Regions from separate parts of the Mus musculus genome. Here region 1 is linked to region 2. The links are chromatin contacts, called in public Hi-C maps. All regions are on one chromosome and are shown on one strand. The core of a region is the stretch at or near the end of the contact, and the rest is flanking DNA. Distances in the headings are between cores, read along the strand shown. Region 1 holds the start of Lmo2 (LIM domain only 2). Region 2 overlaps Nat10 (N-acetyltransferase 10).

Region 1 (6,958 bases), core at 524-3,023, 230 kb after region 2:
GACGAACTTTGTAGGGGAGGATGACTTAGAATCCCTAATGCTCCTGCCCTGCCTGACCTGGGATTACTGGCCTGTGCTACCACTAACAATGTTTATTTTCACTTCAGATAGAAATGAAAGTAGAATAACAAGTTATGTATTTATCATATAATTTAGGCTTGCCTAAACATTGTAAAAAATTTGTTTTTTAATTTAGAAAAACTAAGGACTTAAATAGAAAATATCTTTTTATACACTGAAGGTGGGTTTTGGACCAACACGAGGGCAGGCGCACAAACACAGATTTTAATTATTCCCTTTCAGTATACGTGTCAGGACATGGAGAGAGAGGGAAATGACACGAATCTGTGGGTAGTGGTTCAGGCTATTGCTAGGGAGAAATCAGGGAGGACTTTGCTCAGTACGGGGAATCCGGGAATTCATTTCTGACTATCATCTTCCGGGGTGAGCTGGTCTAGGTTATTAAAGCAATCTTTAAATTGGGGCTGAAATGCCTATGTCTTTGATCCGGGCTGTTCTTACTAAACAATGGATTCTGAGAGCACTCGGGACTTTCCTCTTTACAAACCTGAAGACTGTCATCATCATAAGCTAACGGGCCTTGAACGATCATTTCTGGACTCAGTTTCAAGGAACTCAAGGCCCAGGGGGACCTAGGTTTTTCTCCTGAAAAGTAGCTAGCTGGAATCCATCTCTTCCCTTCTGTATTTCTTTCTCCTTCTAGAACTTGTCTTCAAGCTTGAAGGAGAAACCTGCCCTTTTCTTTGTTTTATATAAGACAAAATAATAGTAAGTAATAACTGAAAGTCTTTTTATCGGGAAGGAACTTCCTCCGGTCCAAGCAAGTATTGCTGCTGATACTTTACAGAGAGGGCCAGCCTCACCGCTGGAGTTCGCTCTTTGAAAGAGGCTAGGGGAGGGAATTCTGCCGCCAGCAGATGGAGAGGAGACCCGGACAACGTGGTCCCTCCCAGACACCCTCCCTGCGGGATTAGCTGCCCCCAGCTCTGCTCAGGCGCACCTAGCGCGTGAGGTTCCTGGTCACACAGCTTGCGCCCCTCTCTGGAGAGCAGTCGCAGCTACTAGCTTGCCGCCAGCAGAGCCGCACTGTCTCGGGCATCGCAGAGCACCACGACTGTGGACTTGGGACCTCGAACCCGAGACGAGCGCGCGCTAGCCAGCCATTAGCAACGCTTGCATTTCTGCAGGTGCTTATTTCACATTCTTGTCTTTTCTTTCCTGCTGGAACGGGCGAGTGGTTACTTTCAGCCTGAGGCCAAAGGGAAAGGCAGAAGAAGGGGAACTCTGAAAAAGACAGTTTAGTGGCAGCGGGATTCTTGCCCCAGGAGAGGGGCTCAGGGGAGACTCTCGGTCTCTGCCGCGGGCCCTTTTAAGAAGCCAAGTCAGGGCTGCCGCTGTCGCCGTTGCTGCTGCTGCCGCTGCCGCCGCCGCCGCCGCCGCCGCCGCTATTTGGATTGCTAATCCCCAGGAGCCCCGTTTAAAAAAAAAAAAAAAAAGGAAGAAAAAAAGGGGGGAGGGGGCGGGCAGCTGTCTCTTTAAATGTGATTTCCTTCTATTGTATTTGAATCGTGATCAGGAAAAAGGAAATGAAACCAGAGACAGAGGGAAGCTGAGCGAAAATAGACCTTCGCGAGAGAGGAGGGAGCCTGGGGAGAGCCGCGCGGTCAGCTCCCCGCCCCCAGGCCGCCGCCCCCTCACTGCCCCCGGCGCCCCGACCCCGGCGAAGGTGCGAGGGGCTCGGGGCGACCGGGCGGAGCCGGCTACTGCGCGCGATCGGGACCGGGCGGCGGCGGCGGCGGCTGTGGTGACGGCAGCGGGACCGGGATGGAAGGTTAAGTCCTGAGCAGCGGCAGCTGTCGCAGCCACCGGAGGGAGGCCGGGCTGCTCCCCGGCCCCCTGCCTTGGCCGCCGCGCGCCGGGCAGCTGGATGATTCGCTCTCTCTCTTTGGCGTTTGAAGGGAGCGCGGTGACTGTCCTTGAGCGTGGAGGGGCGAGCTCGCCAGCGGAGCGACCGAGCAAGAGGAGGCGCAGGAGCGGCGGCGCCCGAGCACCCGAGGGGGTCCGAGTCCAGGCAGCTAGCCAGCCACGCGCCACAAAGGGAGCGCCCCCGCCGCCCGGCACGCCGCCCCCCTCCCCAATGTCCTCGGCCATCGAAAGGAAGAGCCTGGACCCGTCTGAGTAAGTGTGGCGCTTCTGTTCCGGCACCCCAAACAGGGTCCCAGGCTAGGCGCGAGGGGCTGACTCCAGGTGCGCGCCCGCAGCGTGCCCTTGATCCCTCCGTCTCCCAGGGGTTCTCTTTCCTCGCGGGTGACTCTGGAAACACCGAGAGGGACTGGGCGGCGGAAGCTGTAACTGGGATCGACCCTGCGGACCGCTCCGGGCTATCTGGAAAGCTCCCCAAACCTTTACCAGGGCCAGAAAGTTTGCCCAGGAGCTGGCACCCGGAGCTCTGAGGCACAGGTGCAGGGCAGGGAGAGTGGAGGACAAGATTCTGCCTTCTCCCTTTTCGTCCCACCCTCTCCAGGTTCCCTTCCTTTTTGTCCATTTGGCCTTGGAAAGGGGGGCATCCCAACTAGAACATCCCGGGGTCTCCGACGTCGACTCTCCTACCAGGCCCGGAGTAGAGCGGACAGTTGATGAGGTCCGCTTGTCCACCTGGGAACTGGTTCTGGCCTCCAGAGACTTCTAGAATTGCTAATCTGTCGTTCCTCCCGGTACATGTTCGCCCCTCCCCTGAGTTTCCTAGTGCGGGCATGTGAACCTCGAAAGTTAGTGCACATTTTTTTTTCTGTCTAGTATGTTTTTCTAGGGAGCAGAATCTCATCGAACTCTCAGAAGGGCTGTGTGTGTGTGTGTCAGCGAACCAGAGCTTTAATGAGCATGTACTGTCTAGTGCTCTGAGCTTTGCGCTGGTTTGCAAAGAACAGCCCCCCCTCCCTTCCCCATTCCACAGCCTGTACCCTCCTAGCCCATTCTCTAGCCTTAACAAGGGGAGCCAGGAACGAAGGTATCGGTTTTTTTTTTTCCACGTCCACACAAATGCCCTTTTAAGAGTCATTAGCTGTCTGGTTTTGAGTTTTTATTCCTTTGAAGTCCTCATCTAATCCTTTGAAGGGATTTGTTAACACAAGACCAAAGGCACTGCTAATGACTTGTCCGTTTGGGCTTTTAAGATGCATTTGTTTTGGTGGGGTTTTGCCCCCCTTTTCTTTTCTTTTCCTGCTTTAAAAGAATTGTGCTTTCCTGCTGGAGTTTTCCTATTCACCCCCCCCTTCAATTTCAGCCTTCTGTGGTGTTTATTTACCTGGGCTTTACCCTCAGCCAGCAGCATAAAAACCCAGCGTGTTCTCATAAAACACAGGAAGTCCCACGATCCAGCAAGAATATAAACATCACTCTTCAGTCTTGAAGGTTAAGACACTAGCTCAGAAAGGAGCTAGGTTTGTTGGCAAGAGGACCAGCTTCCTTAAAATCTCAGGAGAGAAACAACAACCCTTTAAAGAGTCAGTGTCTATAGCTTGTTCCCTTTTAAGCATAAGCTTAGAATTACATCTGGGCCCCGAGTTTTCAGAAATTGGACAAGACATAAGATTACACAGTTGGGGAGGCAGTCTGGTGAACTGCTGTTTACTGGCTCCCTATCAGCACAACCTAACCACTAATCCTTTATTAGATGTTGAATCTACAGAGTTTGGCTTCTTAAAAAAATTACTAATTACATGAATGTGTGTGTGCACCTAAGCTCAGGTCCCCTGGAGGCTAGAGGTGAAGGATCTCCCTAGAGTGGGAGTCACAGGTAGTTGTGAGCCATCTGATTTGGGTGTGGAGACTCCAACTTGGGTCCTTTGGAAGAACAGAAATCATCCTTAAACAGCTGAGCCTTCTCTCCAGCCTGGGAATTGTGTTCTGTAAAGGAAGTTTACTCTTGCTAAAGTTGGTGCCTTTTATTGCCTCAGACTAGAAAACTGAAAGGTATCTCATAGCTGTAGTAGTGAGCACCTACCTAGTTCAGGAGGTCCACTGGTAGTTCATCTTTCCTGCAGTATGTGTCCGGTAAAGGAAGGCTGTAACTGAAGATGGACAAGCCCCGTGGGAAATGTCTGTGGAACATTTCCCCTCTTTCTGGGAAATTGTTGAGAAATTTTTGCCAGAAAATCAAAGCTAAAGAGATACTCAGGTGTCATATTTGGGACAGGCTGGCGGGAGAATATCAAATATTAACTTAAGGTAAATCTCATTTAGTCTTTGGCTTGAATTGTTCAACAGAGGTAATGGCATGTCATTAATTATAGAAAGATAGACCGAGTCCGAATCTTGTCCTGTCTTTATCTGTTGTTCTCAGACCCTCGTGTCTCTTTCTCGTGCAACTAGCTCTCCTGCCAGCGGCCTCACTGAGTGCTTGCTCAAAGCCAGCTTGGGTCTTTACCAGCTTGGATCTCCAGATGCAGATCGGTCCTTGCCTAGGCACGTGCAAAGGTAGCGTGTGCACAGGAAGCCAGTATTCATGAACACAGATATCCTTCACCATGCAATTGGTGTTCCCTTCTGCTTCCCTACAGGTCATTTTAATTCTAGCGAATTTTGTTCCAGCTAAGTACAGATTCTTCTCTTTCAAAGTTGGCTGCAATAACATCCACCCTCTGGGCATCAAGCATGATGGGAGTTCTGTGAGTGTTTTTGAAAGCCCACTGTAAAACCTTGAGCTATGCAAAGGATGGAGATTAGATTCTGAATTGGTGCACTTGAATAGGCCAAGGATCTTAGTTAACTTTCAAATATGAGGATGGATGCCTTATATATACCCTATAGAAACAAAGGCTCTAGTAGGAACCTGACAGGGTTTCTCTTTGTAGTTCTGGCTGTCCTGAAACTCACACTGCAGCCCAGGCTGGCCTCAAACTCAGAAATCCACCTGCTTCTGCCTCCAGAGTGCTGGGATTTTTAGGTGTGTGCCACCACTGCCTGGCAACTTCTAGTGTATTATTAAAACGATTTAAGGTCTTAGCCCACCTCACCCATAATTCTGTATACATGAGAGACTGGGGCAGAAGAATGGAAAGTTCCAGGACAACCTGGGCAATTTAGTGAGATCTTGTCTTAAACTTTAAAAGGAAGGAAAGGGTTTTCGAGCTGCCTCAGCTGCTAAAGGTGCTTGCTCTAAGTCTGATGACCTGAGTTTGATTCCTGGAACCCATGTGAAGGGAAGAGAGAACCGGAATACAGCTCAGTGGTTAAGAGCATCCCCTGCTCTTACATGGGACCCAGGTTGGATTCCCAGCACCCATACTGGGTGGCTCACAACCCTCTGTAACCCCATCTCTAGGGTATCTGAGGCCCATGGCCTTCTGGGGCACCTGCCCTTGTGTGCATCTTCACCCTTCCCCCCCCCCCACACACACACACATACAATTATAAATAAAAATAAACCTTTAAAAACAATATAAACAAACAGAATTGAGAAAGAAGTCAGTGGTGGAGCACTTACCTAAAGCGACTAGGGACCTGGGTTTGATCATCAGTACTGAAACAACAAACAAACAAACAACACCTAAAACCTGACTTGATCTTTGTTTTTCTCAAAGAAACTGACCTGAGCTTCAAACTTCCTGGTTCTAAAAGAAGATACTCTTATATTTTGTGCTAAAATGGTGGGTTTGGCATTAGCATTTAGCTAAATATTGACAACGGATGCTTAATAGTCTCCTAGATAGGGTCACCTGTAGATGCTGGAGTGCCCTATAAACACTCATTCCCTGAGTCTCACTGTCCCCAACTATAATGAAGCTGGGCTTCATGGGTACAGGCCAATTACGCCACAAGGTCATTTGGTAAAAGTGCCAAATAAAACTAAGAGACACAGACATATCACCTAGGGTACTCAGGAGGAAATTCCATTGGAGATTTCATAATAGGAATAAAAACCAATTAAAAAAATTTTTATACTAGATTTTTTTAAAAGCAGGTTTTATTTGAACAGTGTTCCAGGAACACATATTACAAATTAACAAGCATTAAGTATCCCCTGTCTCCTATCTGACATCACATTCATTTCTTCCATGCCGTTTTCTCTCAGTAAAGTTATTTCTTACATGTAAAACAAAAGTGGTCAGGTTCCAGGGAGGCAAAGCAAGCAGAAGGCCCTATGTGTGACTTTAAAGCAAATTTTTACATTAGTGTGTGTGTGTGTGTGTGTGTGTTTATCTATGTGCATGGATAGAACAGCCTGCTGTAATTGGCTCTTTCTTTCCGCTGTGTGTGTCCTGGGGACCACATCAGATCATTGGGCTTGGTGGCAAGCACCCTCACCTCCTAAGCATCTTGTGATCCCCTACATAACACTTTTTAAATGAAAGAACACATCCCTCAGGCTCACTGTGAACACCGTGCCTGGATTGAGACTTTGGTATCAATTTAATTGCCTTCCACTCTCTTTTAAATCCATTGTTTGGCCCCCTCCTCCACTCTCTTTACTAATTTGATTTTATTCAAACTACTTTTGCTGTGGTGAAAAAAGTTTGAAGGAAAAAAAAAAACCACATCACCACTATCCTCTGTCTGTTTAAGAGCTGCATCGTGACCTAGATTTCCTGCCAGAGTCATTCAGATCTTGTACTTCTTTGAGACAGTGTCTAACGCAGCCCAGAGCCTCCGGATGATGCTGATAAACTTGCCATCCTGCTCCTCCAGGTTCCACCTCAGGATGGACTGGGTGTATGTCCCCACTTTAGGTGGTACTGGAGAAATGACCGTTGGGCCTCTGACATGTTGGGCTGTCTCTCTACCTATGAAACCGAATCTCCATCCAAAGACTCATGCAGGATGTATGGAAGAATGCAGAACTTCAATCGGAATAATCAGATATTGACGGAACTTTCTGTTTGGGGAAGAGAAGGCAACCAAATATAATTTCGATGGCTTTCTTCCTTCTCTACCTTTG
Region 2 (6,862 bases), core at 2,709-5,208:
GTCAATAAAGCATTTGCTGCACGAACATGAGGGTATGAGTTCAGATCCTGCCCAACACTCACATAAAAGCACAGCACACAGACCTGCAACCCCCATGCTCAGGAGACAGAGGTGAGCTGCCTGGGGCTTGCTGGCCAGTCTGTCTAGCCAAACCTGGGAACTCAAGCTCAGTGAGTAAGAGATCCTACTTCACAAACTAAGTGGAGAGCAAACAAGGAGGACACCCTATGCAGATCTTCGGTCTCCTCAACACACTCATCTGAACACACACATTCATAAATATACATAACACAACACACACACACACACAGACACTAGGAAAACCTGCTCAATGGCTGCTTAAGGAAGAAGCAAGATTACTGTGTAAACAGTAAGGTGAATAACAAGGGTAAGGTCATATTGTCCACAGCTTGGCTTACGGAGTTGACTGACAGTGGCTGTATTCCTTTCCCTCCTTTCCATCTCCTGTTTTTCTTCAGCCTCAGATTAAGTGGCTCACCTCTTACTGCACGTGGCACTGGGTCTCTGATTTGTCCTCTCTGCCCTGACATCACCAACCTCTGGGATGGTAGGCAACTTCCAACTACTCTTTTTCCTTCTGATGAGGGAAGCAAGGGGGTTGCCATGTAGCCCGAGCTCGCCTCACGCTTCCTATGTAGCCAAAAGTAACCCTGGACTGCAGCTCCTCTCTCCTAAATCCATTGTCTTCCCACCGCTCCTCTCCCCCACCTCTCTCATCCTTAAATACACAAACAATCCATCAGTTGCTTTAGAGTTTTCTGCTGTTTTAAAATGGCCACGGAGGCAATATAAATAACCAATTAAAATAATTTAAGATAATCCAATTTCAAAAGTGTGTAAACTGCAAAAGCCAAATTCCCAGAGAGGCTGGACAAGGTTGCACAGCTCTTACAGCAGCTGTAGGGGTTGAAGCAGGAGGATCGGACACTGGCCTGGGGCTACACAGTGAATTAAACTAAGGCCAGTCTGGGTTACTCAGGGAGACTGGCTCAAACCAAACCAAACAGCAGCAACAAAAACAGCTGTGATGGTTCATACCTGTAATCAGTACACTTAGGGAGCTGAGACAGGAGGACAGTGAACTGGAAGACAAAACTAAAACTCAGGAGTTTACTGCACTGTACCCAGCATGAATGAGACTTAAAAACCCAAACCAAAAAGTGATATGAAGGTAGCAAATTTTGTAAAGGAGAATTTGGGGAAATCCCAGGAAACTAGACAGCTACACAGCTAGGTCTAAAGCTCAGCAATTCTATACTTGTCCTAGAAAACAAACACAAATTGTAGCACCTCATTTGACACTTGAAAGTACATCAACCTGACCTGCAAGCCTCAGTCTAGAGATGTGGCAAGCAGATGCAGACTGGAAAGGCGGGCAGCTGGAGGGCAGTATGGCATGCCTGCTCATAGGCACAAACACAGCCAGAGCACAGCCTCAGTACTGCTGGTTCCAGCGGGAACACTGGCCACGCACAGTCTGGTCTCGGGGCTTTTCTACGGGTCTGAAGCGTTAGTAAGAAAGCAAGCAAGACTGGGCTGATCTGGAGGTGACGGGGCGGGGGGGAGGGGGGGGAGATCTGCCTTACTTGCTTCTGGTCACAAATCTTTCATGGGACCCCACAACTTGATTCTTAACTAAATAAGCATTTCAAAAAATTACAGAAAGCAGCCACCAGGAAGCAGGCTGGCTTTAACTCAATACTCTTCTCAATTTCCAGGCTAGAAGGACACACTTTCTCAGAGCCAATACCCTGCCCTAGCCCCAAGACCCACCCCACACTAGCTGCAGTCCCCCCTGTCCCCAGCTGAGAGAATCAGGCAGCAGTGAGCTGAAAGGGCAGAAGGAGGAGACTAGAAAAAGACCCAGGGGCTTCAGAGATGGCTCAGCAGTAAGGAGCACTGACTGTTCCTCCATGGGACCCAGGTTCACTTCGAGCATCCACACTGGTGGCTCACAACTATTTCTAACTCCAGTTCCAGGGATCCCGTGCCTTCTTCTGCTCTTAAAGGGCAACAGACATGTATGTGGTACAAAGACACACATGCAGTCAAATACCCACACACAGAATTTTTAAAGGGGGGGGGAGGGTATCTAATAAAACTAACAGAGACTCCAGGGTAAAGGCGAAAGGCATAAACAGTGGTGGTGTCACCATCTGCCTTCGTATGCCGTGACAGAGCCACCCAGTGCCACTGCAGGCATAAGATTCAAGGATCATAAACTGCCAAGTTTACTAGGCTCGCTCACTTCCCATTCCAATCTAATGTCAAAAGCAATCAATGAATCTGTCCAGCAAGAGCCAGTGAGCCTTGTGCCTCTGCAATCCTGTCGCATGAGCCTCACAGAGACTGAGCAACACTGAGGCCTTCAGAAACTGGGCTTACAGAGATCTGTGGAGCTTTCCAGGAAATGTTGTTTAAAAGAGAAATAGGACATCAGCAAAACACAACGAGCCCCAGCACATTCTGCAAAGCTCTTTTCCTTTGAAATGGTGATGTGATTGTTCCAGCTGCAGATGTAGGTCTCAAAACCCACAGTAACTCAGCAAACGTCAACTGATGAGAGCCACCTTTCCCACTCTTGGGCACACTCTCAATCCCACTCCTTTCACAGTCAGAGACAAACTTAACTTTTCAATCCAGTGACATCACTTCCCCCACAGTTGACCTGAATGCCATCCTCACTTGGTGCTGATAATCTGCAACACACCACCATTCTCACACACCACTGCTGGGCAGGGCAAACCAATCACACAAATGGGCAAACCCCACACAGCTAGGTCCACACAGCGCGATCCTGGCTGGCCTGCAGAGCAGGTCTGAGATGAGCCTCACCTGAATAGTCTGTCTGTGCTCTCGGAACACATTGACCCTGATCACCGCTTTATTAAACTCGGGGTTCAGCGACTGTACAATCTCATAATCCAGATGCTCCTGGTGAAGAAAGAGTCAAACCCATGACAAGTTTCAGAGTCACTACTGAGAAAGCAAGCATTCCACAGACCACTGGGCAGAACTCTAGCACTAAAGCACACAGTCTACACGACTTTCTTACCTGATACTGCAGAGCATCAAATCCTTTAAATACAAATTCAAACAGCGTGTGGAGGTTATCCGGGCTTGGGGAGGTAACAAAAATATTGGAATACCTGCAGAACAAAAGAAAAATGGGGGAGGTGGTTTAGAAATTAAGAGACTTAGAACATTCTAAAGAAGCAAATAAAATTAAGGAATCATTTTTGGCTGCTTCTGTCAACACAAATGATAACCAGAGACAACAGCAGGGTAAGGGAGGAACACTTTTTGGGAGAGGAGAAAAGCAACCAAGACCTGAGTACACACCTCTGCAAAACTGAGACAAATGGGTTATCGGTGTGCTAGTAGCAAGCCCTGACCCAGGGCTACTTCATCAGTGTCAAGGCATACTACAAGAATAGCTGTCCACATGCAGAACCCACACACAGCTGCCAAGCCAGTATCCTGACAGGAAGGGCAGCCTCACACTCATCACTAGCTAGGCTGAGGTTTCCAAATTATGAAGTCATGGAGCTATGTGGTGCTGGGGCCAAGGCCAAATCTCTGCCAGCAGCAACCTGCAGGAGGATCTTGGGTAATCCCCTGGGCCTTGGTTCATCCACATACAAAGTGCCCACAGACTCTGTAAGCATCACCAGGGAAGACGGCACAGGGAGGACAAAGTTGTAGGTCCATCATCTGAGTTGGCAAAGCACACACAGGCCAGAAAATAATACCTTACTGAAAACAAATAAGACCCATCACCAACCAAGGTCATAATGTATTTCACCTGTATTTGTGCAATCACCAAAGCTAGTCAGACACTCTCACGATGAGAGGTTTTCTTTGCATTTGTGTCTGTTCAACTTAAGAAGCAAACAAAAGAGCTCTGGTACTGCCTACAGTGCCTCCTAGTGGCCCAGGGGAGCAGTGCTGCAGCTTCCAGACAAATACCCATGATCCTGACAGAAGTTACATGGTGGACAGCCCTGATGAGGAACCAGAGACAACTCCACCAGGTGCCTGACTCAAATCCTGCACACTCCCATGTGGAACCCTTACCCGAATGCCACTGCTCCAGCGATAGCCAGGCCCAGGGCCGCAGACTTGCCCCTTCCTCGGGCAGCGGTGAGGGCTACAGTACTCCTTAGAGTCTTCTCCGAGATCCCCTCAATGAATTTCAAGACAGCTTTGGCCTGTACAAAGATAACATTATGCGAATGTCCAGAAAGGCTATGGGGTTGGCTCTTATCACCAGTCGTGGAGAGGTTAGGCTGACGTTGAGGATAACAAAAAGGGTATTAGTTCCTACAGGCCAGAAAGCCCTGCTTGGTGCCTATGTTTCTCATGCCTTGGTCGGCTCCTCAGCTTTGTCAAGACCCAAAGTACCCTCAAAGCTCTCAAGTTTCTATCTCCACTGTAGACCACCCCCCCACACACACACTTGTCATACCCTTAGGTAGGATTCCTATAAGATCCATTTACACACAGACATCTCAGACGTTAAGCTGATGTAAAACAGTTCTACCTACTAGCCTCCCCACCGGAGTTTAACTGTCCAACTCTGGGTTAAACATACCCTCCATTTTCTCACCCAACCCTGACTTTCTAGTACCTCCTTTTGGTGACACCTTCAAAACAGTCAAGCCATTCCTCACAGCCCTCTAATTCTGCTCACAGCCATATTCTCCTGTTCCAGCTAACTCCATCATAACAGCAAGCAGCTTCAGTTACTCTTCCTGCTTCAAGCCATATCACAGCACAGCCTGCAGTGAGCTCGGCAGCTAGAGAGCCTTCTATAAGCTTGGGATGCTACCACAGTGTGCTAAAAGCACACAAAGCTTTCTTTCCACTGTCACCAGCTCTCCTAGTGGCATTTAGTAATGTCTATCCCCCACGCCTACCTCCTTCTTGCTGCTAGCCCTACTGGCCTCCTTGCTGGTTCCTAACCCTAACCCAACCCACACTCCTGCCTTCAGCCTATGCAGCTGCTAACCATTCTGCCCAGGGACTCATTTCACAGCTCCTTGGAGGCTTTGCTCTACAATCTTTCACCCCCTTACCCGTGTCTCTGGAAGCATCATTCTGATGTGCCCACACCTCTAGACTTCCTTTCCTTTTTCTTTGCTCTGCACAGCTCTTTCCACTAAACCGATTTAGTGGAAGAAACTAATTTCCTCCACCCAGAATCTGAATCATCCTAAAAAGCAGAGGGGCTCTCAGCCTTTCTAATGCTGAGAGCTTGTAATACACTTGCTCGTGTTGTGGTGACCTCCAACCATAACACTGTAATTTTGCTACTGTTATGAATCGTAATGTAATATCTGATATGCAGGATATCTGCATGTATGAGACCCACAGGTTAAGACCCACTGCTATACAGTATGAGCTCTGAAGCAAGAACCTTGCTCACTGCCAAGCCTGGCACACAGCCAAGTACATGGCACCAAATGGGAACAACTTCTACATGGGAGCCACACTAGCAATCAGGCCAAACCTGGGTCCCCGATGAGATCTAAGGAGTGAAGGAAGCTGTGCCTGTCGTCCTGAGGAGCCAGTCTGGGTCTCAGGGCAGAAGCACTAAGATGAAGACCCAGCAGTCAGGAAGGCACTTCAGGACACCAAGCTCCTCAGATGAAACACCCGAGGGATCAAGTGTGATAACTCATCGGTCTTTGCTGAATGATATTTTACTTTTTAAATTTTAGGGAGAAGTTCCAAATGCTAATTAAAAATTACTAGACTGAAATATATCCTAAATTATTTATCTAAAGTGAAAGGGTAACATGAAAAAGACAAATATGCAAGTAATACAGACATGAGCAGACCTCATAACCAAAAGGGAAAACAAAACAGGAATAATCAATAATCATTTGCCTGCCTCTTTCATGATGATGCCAATTAAAAACAATCAGCTGCCCCATGCTGATTAGTAATGACTCAAATGTAACTGTAGAGAAACCCAGAAAGGAGACCTCCTCCTGCACTGTCAGGAGCACTAGCAGCTGGTGGCACACCCTTTCTAATGCCCACGCTCTGATCCAGCAGCTCCTGGATACAACAGCCACAGCTCTCTCTGGGAGACTGAGACAGTGACAGTTGGAATCAACCCGGATGCACTTCCTGTTCTGCTGATGTGTATGCTTTCATCCTGCACTAGCTGGCTGCTTTGCATGGCTTCCTTCACCTTTCCCTAAAGACAGGGTCTCATGTATCCCAAGGTAGCCTGCAACTTAAGATAGCCCAGCATGACCTTGAACTTCTAAACCTCCTGTCTCCACCTCTGGAGCAGAAGGATTTCAGGCAGGCACCACCATGCCCAGTTTATGCATTGCTGGGAATTGATCCCAGGACTTTATGCACACTATGCAAGCACTCTACTAACTGAGCCTCCTTCCCTGTTTTGGAGAAATGATTTTACTATATAGCCCAGCCTGGCCTAAACTACTGGCAACCTTCCTGCTTCGGTGTCCTGAGTAAGCTTCCTTTGTGATAATGCTGATTCAAGAAATACAGTTTCTCTCAAATCCTGACACTCCCTCTCTTTCACTAGACCAGAAGTGGTTCAAAACAACCTGGAGGCTGCAACTAGCCAGCACAAAGAGCTTATAATTAATTGTGCTTCCAGAATTAAAAGGTAAGACAGCCTATTGGGACTTCATTCTGACTGGTGGAAGTTATCACTAAAACTGTTATCAGGAGGGAAGAGTCCAGTGCTCCTCATGTGACCAAGGCTGGGTGGAACTCTGCATGTATAGCAGCTTAGAGGCCTCAGGCATGCTAATCAGCAAACCATCATGGCCCAGAAGCTCCATAAACCAGCAGC

The links. Hi-C and Micro-C count contacts between places; a contact is called where the count stands out from the background.
Region 1: a Hi-C map of Th1 cells shows a contact between it and region 2, with 3 times the contacts expected there. The contact joins the promoter of Lmo2 here to the enhancer-like site in region 2. A contact is called at or near these places in 1 of 15 datasets of contacts at CTCF or cohesin (large pre-B cells), 16 of 484 Hi-C or Micro-C datasets (the 63-12 cell line, the Ba/F3 cell line, Th1 cells and 13 more), 8 of 115 datasets of contacts at active chromatin or transcription factors (acute myeloid leukemia, bone marrow-derived dendritic cells, bone marrow-derived macrophages and 5 more) and 4 of 9 other capture datasets (adipose tissue, embryonic stem cells, liver and 1 more).

The regions. Positions count from the first base shown.
Region 1 is chr2:103,968,514-103,975,471 of GRCm38.p6, forward strand. Lmo2 (LIM domain only 2) reads left to right here and starts at 1,774. Exons shown (of 3, transcript NM_008505.4): 1 at 1,774-2,199. The coding sequence starts at 1,949. The region is part of intron 1 of Gm38515 (a long non-coding RNA gene); the gene reads right to left.
Region 2 is chr2:103,740,188-103,747,049 of GRCm38.p6, forward strand. Nat10 (N-acetyltransferase 10) reads right to left here. Exons shown (of 29, transcript NM_153126.3): 9 at 4,099-4,232; 10 at 3,077-3,170; 11 at 2,857-2,955. Among named protein-coding and RNA genes, the nearest start is that of Nat10, 18 kb to the right of the region's middle. Within about 2 kb of position 3,959, at least 12 of the 459 cell types and tissues checked have an H3K27ac peak or open chromatin away from gene starts, as enhancers often do. A contact at or near this core is called in Th1 cells, where this site is marked.